3 separate regions of the Mus musculus genome follow, and all the other regions are linked to region 2. The links are chromatin contacts, called in public Hi-C maps. All regions are on one chromosome and are shown on one strand. Each heading gives the region's core, a stretch centred on a gene start, on an enhancer-like site or on the middle of the called end of the contact. The rest is flanking DNA. Distances are from core to core; before and after follow the strand shown.

Region 1 (4,208 bases), core at 1,502-4,001, 350 kb after region 2:
TTAAAAACCTTTTTAAAACCCCTTAATATTGTGTCAGATTCCTATTATGTGGTTAATGCAGTAAATCTTTTAGAAGTGGCTGGAGTGATTAAGCCTTCCAGTAGAGTTGCCAATATTTTTCAGCAGATACAATTAGTTTTGTTATCTAGAAGATCTCCTGTTTATATTACTCATGTTAGAGCCCATTCAGGCCTACCTGGCCCCATGGCTCTGGGAAATGATTTGGCAGATAAGGCCACTAAAGTGGTGGCTGCTGCCCTATCATCCCCGGTAGAGGCTGCAAGAAATTTTCATAATAATTTTCATGTGACGGCTGAAACATTACGCAGTCGTTTCTCCTTGACAAGAAAAGAAGCCCGTGACATTGTTACTCAATGTCAAAGCTGCTGTGAGTTCTTGCCAGTTCCTCATGTGGGAATTAACCCACGCGGTATTCGACCTCTACAGGTCTGGCAAATGGATGTTACACATGTTTCTTCCTTTGGAAAATTTCAATATCTCCATGTGTCCATTGACACATGTTCTGGCATCATGTTTGCTTCTCCGTTAACCGGAGTAAAAGCCTCACATGTGATTCAACATTGTCTTGAGGCATGGAGTGCTTGGGGGAAACCCAGACTCCTTAAGACTGATAATGGACCAGCTTACACGTCTCAAAAATTTCAGCAGTTCTGCCGTCAGATGGACGTAACCCACCTGACTGGACTTCCGTACAACCCTCAAGGACAGGGTATTGTTGAGCGTGCGCATCGCACCCTCAAAGCCTATCTTATAAAACAGAAGAGGGGAACTTTTGAGGAGACTGTACCCCGAGCACCAAGAGTGTCGGTGTCTTTGGCACTCTTTACACTCAATTTTTTAAATATTGATGCTCATGGCCATACTGCGGCTGAACGTCATTGTTCAGAGCCAGATAGGCCCAATGAGATGGTTAAATGGAAAAATGTCCTTGATAATAAATGGTATGGCCCGGATCCTATCTTGATAAGATCCAGGGGAGCTATCTGTGTTTTCCCACAGAATGAAGACAACCCATTTTGGGTACCGGAAAGACTCACCCGAAAAATCCAGACTGACCAAGGGAATACTAATGTCCCTCGTCTTGGTGATGTCCAGGGCGTCAATAATAAAGAGAGAGCAGCGTTGGGGGATAATGTCGACATTTCCACTCCCAATGACGGTGATGTATAATGCTCAAGTATTCTCCTGCTTTTTTACCACTAACTAGGAACTGGGTTTGGCCTTAATTCAGACAGCCTTGGCTCTGTCTGGACAGGTCCAGATGACTGACACCATTAACACTTTGTCAGCCTCAGTGACTACAGTCATAGATGAACAGGCCTCAGCTAATGTCAAGATACAGAGAGGTCTCATGCTGGTTAATCAACTCATAGATCTTGTCCAGATACAACTAGATGTATTATGACAAATAACTCAGCAGGGATGTGAACAAAAGTTTCCGGGATTGTGTGTTATTTCCATTCAGTATGTTAAATTTACTAGGGCAGCTAATTTGTCAAAAAGTCTTTTTCAGTATATGTTACAGAATTGGATGGCTGAATTTAAACAGATCCTTCGGGAATTGAGACTTCAGGTCAACTCCACGCGCTTGGACCTGTCGCTGACCAAAGGATTACCCAATTGGATCTCCTCAGCATTTTCTTTCTTTAAAAAAATGGGTGGGATTAATATTATTTGGAGATACACTTTGCTGTGGATTAGTGTTGCTTCTTTGATTGGTCTGTAAGCTTAAGGCCTAAACTAAGAGAGACAAGGTGGTTATTGCCCAGGCGCTTGCAGGACTAGAACATGGAGCTTCCCCTGATATATCTATGCTTAGGCAATAGGTCGCTGGCCACTCAGCTCTTATATCTCACGAGGCTAGTCTCATTGCACGAGATAGAGTGAGTGTGCTTCAGCAGCCCGAGAGAGTTGCAAGGCTAAGCACTGCAATGGAAAGGCTCTGCGGCATATATGAGCCTATTCTAGGGAGACATGTCATCTTTCATGAAGGTTCAGTGTCCTAGTTCCCTTCCCCCAGGCAAAACGACACGGGAGCAGGTCAGGGTTGCTCTGGGTAAAAGCCTGTAAGCCTAAGAGCTAATCCTGTACATGGCTCCTTTACCTACACACTGGGGATTTGACCTCTATCTCCACTCTCATTAATATGGGTGGCCTATTTGCTCTTATTAAAAGAAAAAGGGGGAACTGTGGGAAGCCGCCCCCACATTCGCCGTCACAAGATGGCGCTGACATCCTGTGTTCTAAGTTGGTAAACAAATAATTTGCGCATGAGCCAAGGGTATTTACGACTACTTGTACTCTGTTTTTCCCGTGAACGTCAGCTCGGCCATGGGCTGCAGCCAATCAGGGAGTGATGCGTCCTAGGCAATTGTTGTTCTCTTTTAAATAGAAGGGGTTTCGTTTTTCTCTCTCTCTTGCTTCTTACACTCTGGCCCCAAAAAGATGTAAGCAATAAAGCTTTGCCGTAGAAGATTCTGGTTGTTGTGTTCTTCCTGGCCGGTCGTGAGAACGCGACGAATAACAGGATTATATACCCCAAGAACCTGCCCTAGTTACCTACTTCCTTCAGCTATACCCCAGTTCCCATGTTTCTACAACCTCTCAAAAATAACACCTGTGAACTAGGGACTAATGTCTTGAGACCCAGCCTCTAGAAGATAAGATTCAAACTACAACATGGTTGTGGTGCTCATGGGTGCTCATCATCAAGGGAAGAGCCGACGACACATCAAAAAGTATCAAAAAGCAGAACCAAGGCCAGAAGGAACTGGGTGGAGGTTAAGAGGGTGGCAGACTCTAAGAAATCAGAATGTAATGTAGAAGAAGATTGTATTGGGTGTGACTGCTCCAGCTACTGCCCCTAGAACCCATAGCCAGAGGAGCTTCCCACAGGCCTAAAGGTAGGAATAGTGAGCTGTTGGCTATTCTATCCCTATTTACCATATTAATTCTCCCTGGGAGAGAAGGAAATGCAGGCCACTCCTAGAAATTGCAGAAGAGCTCCTCCAAAGTCTACAAAATGCTCTGAAGACTCGGGGAACATTGCAGAAGTGGTAAGGGGGTGTAAGAGCCAGAGGCTCAGGAAATGGTGAGACTGAATTCCCTACCACCTACACCCATAAAATCTCACCAATGTGACTGCCCGAACATGAGCTAAACCAAAGATGCACTGAAAAGCAGGCCAAAATGAATGGAGAAAAGCCCTCAAGGACTCAACCCTACACAGAGAACCACAGGCTACTGAGTAAATCTGTGGAGCAAGAGAGATGGTCCTTCCCATGGAAGAACACACCAAGTGGTTATCCAATGCCAAATGATCTGCCCTAAAACATATATACAAACATTATTATATGGAATCAACAGGTTATATCTAGGAATGTATGTGCATATATGTACAAATATCCAACAACAATGAAAAAAGAGGCTATGAACTTGAAGGAGACTGGAGAGGGGTATATGGGAGGACTTAGAGGCATAAGGGAAGGAATAAACATTGTAATTAAATCACAATCTCAAAAATCAACAGCCACAACAAAAACCACCAACAAACAGAAATCAACTGGAAAATCAATGAGTGCAATTGCTGACACTTGCATTTTGCAAAACATCCAAGACTAAGTATCTGTCAATGTGTATGCAGTTTCACACATTCACACACATAATAAGGGGTGCTGGGGGCTCCTAGATCTGGGTATGGCTTGTGAAGAGTCAGGGATCCAGGAAGTCATGTGCCACACTATACAGGTGAGTAGATGAACAAGAGGCACCACAGGATCAGAAACCCACAGGCATCGCTAGTGACCTCCATAAAAGGCCCCAGTCCCCAATGGTCACTTTTCAGATACACCAACCCCTCCTGCAGCATCTCTAGCAATCCACTTCCGACTGCCTTTTTATGACTTAACAACACAGTTTTTCCTCGAATTTTATGGCATTTCATTAAAGCCGCCAGAAGGTGATACTGCCCCTTTTTCTAGGAGTGAAATAAATTCCAGTTTTATCGCTTCTGGAAATGCCGGAGCAGCTGTCAGGACATTTGATAGATTTTCTCAATTACATCTCTTGTGGAGCATTTTATACTTACATCTGCACCTCAGCCCCACGCGGAACATGCGCAGCTTTGCTCCTCTCTCTTGTGTCTTGTGCATCTTTTTTTGGTTTAATGACCAATTTATTATTTTTCC
Region 2 (4,283 bases), core at 435-2,934:
GTGAGATTTTTGGCTTTTTTGTCAGGTCATAACCCAGAGTTAGATTAAATACGCAGCTGCCCTTTGAGACTAGCGAGATCTATGCTGTAAGTAGTTATAGGGTAGCAAGGACAGTAGAGTAGCCGCTCACTGTGAGCTGAGGTCATCACGCCTTAAGGAGGGATGAGAGAACTCTGATGTCCCATCTGATTGGCTGCTTCGAGAGCTAGACATCCAGGTGCCGAGAGAGTCCTGGAGAGGTTTAGTCCACGGAGAAAAGATAAAACATTTAAGCTTCCAAATAAGCTTTTTTTTTTTTTTCAAGTTTTCATTAGCAAAAAATCAGAGAGATTTAAAAAGAAAAAATCTAGCACTGGCAAGAAGGTGAGGCTCAAGGGGTATACTGTGATTTATCATCAAGGACTTTTATTCTCTTGGCCACTTTGCAGTCATGCTAGAAGTTTTCAGAATCCCTAGTGCATATGATGTGCGAGAGTCAAAAAAAGTAAGAAAAGAAAACTCCTCCCTCGAGAGTAAAGTCTAGAGAGATGCAGGCCAGAAAGGTGTAAGGTGTAAATCCACAGTCTGCTGCCGCTAAGGCCGTTGGTAGCAATTCAAAAGATCTCACTGGTCCTAAGAAGAACCAAAACCAACCGACAGTTCTGTGAGGAAGTCTGACGTACGGAATAGTAGGACTTTTCACACACAAAGGACAAATAACCCAGGAGTTAAGTTTGGCTACCAAACTGCAATTTGGTTTTCTAGGTCAATCTCCCCCAACTATTTAAAAAGAAACATTAGTGCTACACATATGCAACCATAAGATGTTGGATTCTCTTATCACGTTGCACTGAGAAGTTATGTAAGCCTCTTGGACTGCGGCCACCATGGAGACAGACATCCGTTTGCTTTGTTTTCCATTGGCAACATTGGGAAGTGATCCAGTAGCGCTGGGGTCAGCAGCCAGTGCCTTGCCGAGTTCACCTGGCTTCCTTCTTCCTTGTCTTCTATCATCTGGCTAGGGCAAGGCATAAGAAATAGACGTATATACTTTAAATATAGTTGAGTGCATGAGAGTGGATCTGTGTGTGGGTCTGTGTGTGAGAGGGTGTGTGTACGTGTGCGTGTACATGTATGCACACAGAGGTTTGTAAGCGAGAACTTTCTTCTGCGAGGCAGTTCTCCCCGCCTGAAGTCCAGCCCTCTGCCTCACTGCATTTCCTTCGGACATTGGCTGCTGCCATGGCAACTCTGGCCTTTGCGGTGTTTTGTTCTTGTTGTTTTTTTTTTTTTTACTTTTGTTTGTTTTTATTTTGTCTTGTTTTGTTTTGTTTAGATATGTCTCTTCATATGGAGCGCAAGATGGTCAGACCTGGAGAAACACCTAGAACGACAAACAACAAGCATGTCAGAGAGGTCCAGCTACTTTTCTCAGTTTTAAAGAGAGACAGCACTTGTGAGTTATGGAGAGACGAGGAAGTGTGCTGGAGGAGTCAGCTCGGGTCAGACTGCTTTAATTCAGACCCTAGCTCTTCCAGTAGCAGCGTGGCTGATGGGGACACTGTCTCTTACGTTTATTTAAGGATTAGGCAAGAGAAGTATCATAATATCACATCGCACAGAGTAAGATGTCACTACACGGGGACTGTTATGATTATAACTATACTTATCTAAGAAGGAACAAAATGTGGAAGTGCTCTCTAAACACATGACATGCTCATGCACTGTATATACAATAATGAATAACTGGCCTATGTCACCAGTTAGTAGAACACTGATGTTTCAACACCCACTTTGCTGTCTCGGGCTTTACCATGAAAGCCTAGGAGTGTATTGCCTATAATTCCAGGTCCACACAGGCATAATATATTCACACCAAGACAAAGAACAGAGTGGTGTTCACAGATAGCCCCAACACTATCCTGGGGACATCTCCATGATGAGTCAGTCAGTGTGTGTGTGTGCATCTGTCTGTCTGTCTGTCTGATTCAGTATGTGTTAAAGAACTAAGGGGAGGATACATAGGTGGAGAGTCATGGAATAAAGACTGGGGCTGAGGCTCTTGGACTAACACTTGGGGCTTAAGTTCCATAATCGAGCACCTTCCTTGGCAGATGCTATGGTCATCTTCCTTCCTCTTTACTCTGATGGTAGACATATGAGAGTCTCTTGGGTAGAAACCCTTTTATGTTCTCACTAGTATAAAGCTGACCTTCCTTCTAAAGTGAAAGCCATGGCGGCAGTGATTGCTAAGCAACAGTCACATGACACACAGAGGCCAAAGGAAAGGTGGTTCTATAGCTACTGAAATTACTGGAAGAGAGACATGCTCCTTCCACTGGGAATGCTAAATTGCTAGGAGATGAGCTTTGAGCTGCTAGTGTGCCCATACTGCCGCTGGAGAAGGAAGTGAGCAGAGAAAAGAATCTGGATGGTATCTGGGAACTTGGATTTAGCCAACCTTAAAGACAAACTGAATTCCATTTCTAATAGTTATTCGAGCTAATAATCTAAGCTTGTTAATAAGTAGCCGTTTACACTGACATCAGTCTAAGGCAGGTTTCTGCATCTTACCAATAACAGTGTGGGCATTTCCGTGCTCTAACAGTTTGCAATATCAGGGTCTGGCGGAAGTACCTGCTGTGATGCATGTAAAGCAACAGCCATGCATGGTCTGGCTGTGTGCTCTCTCCTTAAGCTAGCCCTTGCCTGGACTATGACAACATTCCTAGGCATCGCTGTAGCTTGAGATAGCTCCACCACTCAAATTCCTTGCTAGGACATTAGCAAGCTACCCATTCAGGCTTGCAGAGTTTCCTGTCCAAAGCAAGGCTTCCCTGTGTTTGCTCATTCTTAAACAAACAAATCACAAATCCACCCTGTTCCCTGACCCCATACTCTCCACACCCTCTGTTTATGCCCATTCCTTAAATAGGTACATGTGTACAACAGTATCCCAGGAGATGATAAGAAAAAAAGACAAGGCTGGGCCAGTGGTGGCGTACGCCTTTAATCCCCGCACTTGGGAGGCAGGGGCAGGCAGATTTCTGAGTTTGAGGCCAGCCTGGTCTACAGAGTGAGTTCCAGGACAGCCAGGACTACACAGAGAAACCCTGTCTCGAAAAACAAAACAAACAACAAGAAAAGAAAAGAAAAGAAAAAAAGAGAGGAGAGGGGAGGAGAGGAGAGGAGAGGAGAGGAGAGGAGAGGAGAGGAGAGGAGAGGAGAGGAGAGGAGAGGAGAGGAGAGGAGAGGAGAGGAAAAAAAAAAGACAAAGACAACAGAAAACTTACAGAACAGGAAACTTACAGCATAACAATCTACTACAAGATCCCCCGAATAACAGTGCCAGTCCCAGCAGCTTATTTTAGGCCCTTAATTTAGAGTGAACTTGTTATCTGGACTGTCCCTATGAAACAACTGAAACAGATTCAAGGTATTATAAAACAGTGATATAGCTAAACAGTCTTCGGGATATTCAGCTTTGAACTTGCACAATTCTGTACTGTCATGGGACTCACTGTCTTGCTCTCTTCCCTTCCCTCCATCCCCCCCCCTTTTTTTTTTTGCCTTTTCTAGCATCTAGAGGCTGCCCACACCATTTCTGGAAACTCCAACCCTCCATCATCAAAGTAGAATCCTTAAAAATGCCAGAGGCGGGTGAAAGAGCCAGAGCAGCTGGTATGGCGGAGGACCGGGAGTCTCCAGCAGTGAACGTGGGCAGCCTCCGGCCCAGCAGTTCTCAACCTGTGGGCTGCAACCCTTTCTCAGGGGTCACCTATAGCCATCAGTATACACAGATTTTACATTAGGATTCATAACTATACCAAAAAAAACTATAAAGTAGGACGAAAATAATTTTACGCTTGGGGGTCATCACAGCGTGAGAAACTGTATTAAAGGGTTGCAGCACTAGGAAGGTTGAGACCCACTACCCTAGATCCCGGAAAAAGGCAATAAATCAACTCCAGACCCTCAAACCTCTAGAACAGACAGGCTACTGACATAGCCTTGGGAGAGGGACTTATGTTGAATTGAAAGTTATTAGACTGTCAAGAGAACGATTTTGTAATGTAAATTAGCACAAGGCGCCTGGTTGCTATGGCAGTGGTCAGGGTGGGGTTAGGATCCGAGAGAAATCAAGAGAACAGGCCCTTGGAATCCCGTGTCCAGGGTAACTGGGGATTTGAACAGGTGTGATAAGGAGAGGCCCTGGCAGAGGGTTAAACCCTTTACTTTGCTTCTTAGGTGCTGGGAACATGTAACATTATTCACCCAGTCACACGTGTTCAGCTTTTCCTCTG
Region 3 (4,371 bases), core at 210-2,709, 330 kb after region 2:
TTGCTGTGTCTTCCATGATCTTTTCTCTGTGTGCTCACATTCATGACCTAATACCTCTTCTCTCAATAAAGGACATCAGACATGTTATATTAAAGTCACCCGTTATGGACTCATTTAACCTTGGTTACCATCCCCCCCCCCCCACGAAAGCCCTGTCCCCAAAACAGCCCATTCTGAGCTAGAGATTATGTCTCTAATGTGTCCACTTTGAAGGCATCATAATTCAGCACCTAACACTGCATTGCACAGATAGGTAATACTCATGGAGTGGTCAAGGAGAGGCCACCATATATACACATAATTGATGACTTAATATAAAGATACAAACTGATTCTGGGTGGGAGGAGAATAAGGGTTGGTGAAAACTCACCCCACCCCCACTCAGCAGCTCACCTTCCTGAGGCTCTGGCAAAGCCTCCCTGCTGCTGCCACTTCTGCCTCACAGGGAAGCAAGGCCTGAAGACCTGAGGGAGACTTCACTGAAGCGCCTGAGAGGTAATCAAAAGGGCAGGCAAAGGAGCAAGAGAAAAAAAAAATACTACTGTACTAACCTGCAAAGTATCGCCACAGCCCACAGTAAACGAGTAGGTGGGCTTTCTTCCTGAGTTTGTTGGTATTATGTGCCCTGGATGCTGCTTGACAGGCGCCTGTGTTGCGCTTCTGTCTCTCCTCATGTGTGTGAATTTAAGCACATTATTAAATCTCTCTAATTCTCACCTTCCTCATCTGTAAAATAGATGGATAGCAACTTTGTTGTGAGAATTGGATATGTTAATTCACTCCAAGTGGCCTGGCATTAATTGAGCATTGAATTAATGTTAATTTCTTTCCCTTTCAGACTTCCTGCTCCATCATAAAACTGCAGACTGGATAGATCACTAAATGACCCTGTCTCTCTGTGTTACAGTATACCTCCACTTATAAAAATTCGCCTACCTCCTTCGTTGTACAAAGGTTTGACATCCATATCTTGTTGAGATTTACAGCTTTGACCTCTAAGATGGTTTGGAATATTAAATAGACAATGCATGGATACTCCCCAGTCTCCAGGCCAAGGAGAGCACCGAGGAGCCCACATGTCTGGGGTTTGGGGGTCAGAGAGGAATTTTCATTTGCTGCTGTGTGGATACTTAGTTCCCACTGCAAGAATTAAATTATTCCCAGAGGTCACAGGCAAGGCAAGTCAGCTGTTTTATTTAAAGACACAAGATACAAGCTAAACCCACAAATGGATGACTGAGAAGAGAAGATGCCGTTGAAGGGACTGAACAATCACTGAAGTTCTTGTCAGAGTAGCAAGACAGGTCCTCACTGCCTGATTAGCTTCCAAGAAGAAATGCAAATGATCTCTCCATTTGTTTTGTAATTTATCTGCCAGCCATCTTGTTCAGTGCTTGCAAGCCTCTGCATTTGACTATTTGGCCAGTGTTAAAGTCCAGGGAGGAAGTGAAAGAAACATCCTTCATACTCCCTTAGCTACTGAGTCTGCCTGCATCCTGGCAGAAACCCACTAGGCCTTTATTTAAACGCATTACCTGTTTGTCAGACAAAGGGAGCCATGGCTGCTCCAGGCCCTGGGTATTGCACTATGTTAAGCAATAATAGGAGAACATTTCTACAATTATCTTTTAGTCTAGATAGACAAAAAGGAGCCAGCAAAGTTTGTGTGTAGCTTCCCTCCAAAGCAATCTCAATGGGAGATGCGGGGAGGCGGAATAAAAAACAGGATATGCTATGCAAAAAAGATTTTTTTCCTAAATGCAAAATAATTCCAGATCTCTGCAACCTGCTGTAGCTGCCTCTCCTGGGCTACCCCTTTCATATTCTGCAATTTTACTTGCTTGATCTAAGCTACATTCTTCTAAGTCAGTTTTGTCCAATGCCAATCACATAAATGCATGCATACAGCCACATCCAACGAGATTGAGAAATCTTTACAGTCAAATAAGATCTGGGCTAGTAGTGCACAGACTTCTGGGGGCAGCGCTCTAGGATTTACTACTTTCCTCTTTCTGAGATGTGCCATTATGACACACATAGGTCATTCTCTGGCAGAGAAAGCCGAGCTCAGCAAGGGCTTCGTCAGATGTCACAGTCATCAATTCTAGCGGCTCTAACCTATCCTAGGGTACCAAAGCAGTGCATCCAGACTTGCAGACGACACACTCATGTGAGTGCACACATAAACACATACTTTAGGATTCTGCTCTGTCAGCCTCCTCAGCCTCAGATCATCTGTGATTGTTTCTCGGGAAGAAAATAAATGACTCCATCTACATTCAGATTTTTCTGTCCCCTGAACAGTTCATGGGAACCAGAGTCTTGAATGTGCCTGTTATCCTAACACTGGGGGAGTAGAGGCAGGGGGCTCACCCCATGTTCAAGGCCACTTTGGGATACATAATGAGCCTTTTGCTTAACCTTCCTCCCTCCCCAGAGAATACAACAATTTCAATTGCTATGTTGTTTTTTGAAATGTCTTCCAAAGGACATCTTCCAGAAAGACATTTTACCTAGCGAGGGAAATGTAGAACAATGGCCAGAAGCAGATGCAGAGACCAAGTGAACAACACTCACCTTTAACCTAAGTTAAAGACAACAATAAGCAAAACTGCACAACAGAATGACTCCCTGTCACGGCCATGTCACCTCTCCATATTAAATGCTAAGAACAAACAGGACAGGCTCAGTCTTGCTCTCACAGAACTTACAAGACAGTGGCTATAATAAGGCTATATATACATATGGAAATATCACCAAACACTACTGGTAAGCACATTAAATATGTTAATAATAAAAAAGGCCATTTTGACCCTCAAGAGACTAGAGGCCTGAGGGAGTTTAGAAGTCAGGTGGGGTAGGGTGCAGAAGAGGCGTGGGATGTGGAACAGTCAGAGGGTGGGTGGGGAGGGGCAGGGAATGGAATATGGAATGTAAAAAATGAATTACAAATAAAATTAAATTAGAAAAATAAAAAGCAGAAGGCCATTTTGAGACAGGTTGATGACGGCTTGTGGAACCATTTGTCATATGGCACTTGTTTAGCCATGATAACAATTTGGGGAGCAAAAAGTCTTTAGAAGTGGAAGGTGAAATGATCAGATTGATTGTTTAAGAGATCCGTTCAGCTAGAGAAGAGAGAATGGATTTGGGGAGCAGTAGTTACTAGCAGGCAGATCTATTTTGAGGCAGTTGAAGTATCCAGCAGAGATACACCATGGTCTGGTTTACTTACCTATCAGTGGAGTAGAAGACAGAGGATTCAGTAGCTAGCTAAGAAACAGAATATGTCCTTCTCTTCCCAAGAGAGAACATGAATGGTACACCCAAGGTGGAGGGGGCAGACATTTTGCCTAATGCTCTTCAAATACAAATCTCATCCATGTTTTTTTTTTTTTTTTTTTTTTTTTTTTTTTTGTTCTCTTAAGAAATTGCCATCTGTCATGTATCTTCAATGAAATCCTTGGTAATTGAAAGAAATCCCAAATGTAGCATTTGTATTGAACCCAGAAATGTCAGACAGTTGTCCTGTATAACACAAACAGCTCCTTTTGAAACCACACACAGGACCTGCACGGACCCTGCCTTGCTGCTGGCACCCATTCATCCTTCCACTCTCTCCAACTGAATGAGTGAGCAAGTAGCAATCAATGCTCACAATAAAAATTTTAGGAGATAATTACAGCGATGGGAATAATGGATATAATAGTCTACTGGGTTTGTAGGAATGCTACTCATCAAACCAAGTTTCCCAATCTGTGTACACTACAGGTACCTCAACTCCTGTAGCAATCTATTAATAGATGATGTCATTATCCAAATAGCTTCTTCAAGTGTCATTTAAGAATTGCAAGTGATCTAAATCAGATATTTTAAAATATTAAAATAGCATAAAAGATATGAACCAAAAAATTATATCTTATTATATTTAAGGAAAATAATTTTAAATAAAACACTTGCAATTTACCCATTAAAAAGATGATACAAACTTCCAGAAGAAGCTCCATTCCCAGGCACTCTAACATGCCCAGGATCATAGGATCAGAGGTGAGAAGAACACAACATCTGTCCCAATACCACCAGGAGTAACTGGGACCAGTGGGATCCAGGGACACAGGAACCTTGACCAAACAGTGGCATGATTCCTTCTGGTCTGGGCAGGTGTCCTGAGCAGACCTTGGGCAACCAGTCCCACAACACCCAGAGGAAGCTCCACTCCCAGGAGCTCTAAAACTGCCAGGATCACAGGATCTCAGGATCCCAGGGGCTTGGTCACACCAGGATCTTAGGGTCCCAGAAACAGTTTTATACCCCTAGAAGCTTTGAGATACCCAGGATCTCAGGATCACAGAGTCACCAGGATCATAGGAA

The links. A called contact is a pair of places that touch in the nucleus more often than the background predicts.
Region 1: a Hi-C map of bone marrow-derived macrophages shows a contact between it and region 2, with 3 times the contacts expected there. The contact joins two enhancer-like sites. A contact is called at or near these places in 2 of 484 Hi-C or Micro-C datasets (both in bone marrow-derived macrophages) and 1 of 9 other capture datasets (macrophages).
Region 3: a Hi-C map of bone marrow-derived macrophages shows a contact between it and region 2, with 17 read pairs. The contact joins two enhancer-like sites.

What each region holds. Positions count from the first base shown.
Region 1 is chr1:64,387,645-64,391,852 of GRCm38.p6, forward strand. No RefSeq gene overlaps it. Among named protein-coding and RNA genes, the nearest start is that of Gm35803, 110 kb to the left of the region's middle. Within about 2 kb of position 2,752, at least 3 of the 459 cell types and tissues checked have an H3K27ac peak or open chromatin away from gene starts, as enhancers often do. A contact at or near this core is called in bone marrow-derived macrophages, where this site is marked.
Region 2 is chr1:64,034,402-64,038,684 of GRCm38.p6, forward strand. It overlaps Klf7 (Kruppel-like factor 7 (ubiquitous)), which reads right to left. Exons shown (of 4, transcript NM_033563.2): 4 at 1,262-1,363. The coding sequence ends at 1,312. Among named protein-coding and RNA genes, the nearest start is that of Mir6899, 6.0 kb to the right of the region's middle. Within about 2 kb of position 1,685, at least 30 of the 459 cell types and tissues checked have an H3K27ac peak or open chromatin away from gene starts, as enhancers often do. A contact at or near this core is called in bone marrow-derived macrophages, where this site is marked.
Region 3 is chr1:64,365,737-64,370,107 of GRCm38.p6, forward strand. No RefSeq gene overlaps it. Among named protein-coding and RNA genes, the nearest start is that of Gm35803, 89 kb to the left of the region's middle. Within about 2 kb of position 1,460, at least 3 of the 459 cell types and tissues checked have an H3K27ac peak or open chromatin away from gene starts, as enhancers often do. A contact at or near this core is called in bone marrow-derived macrophages, where this site is marked.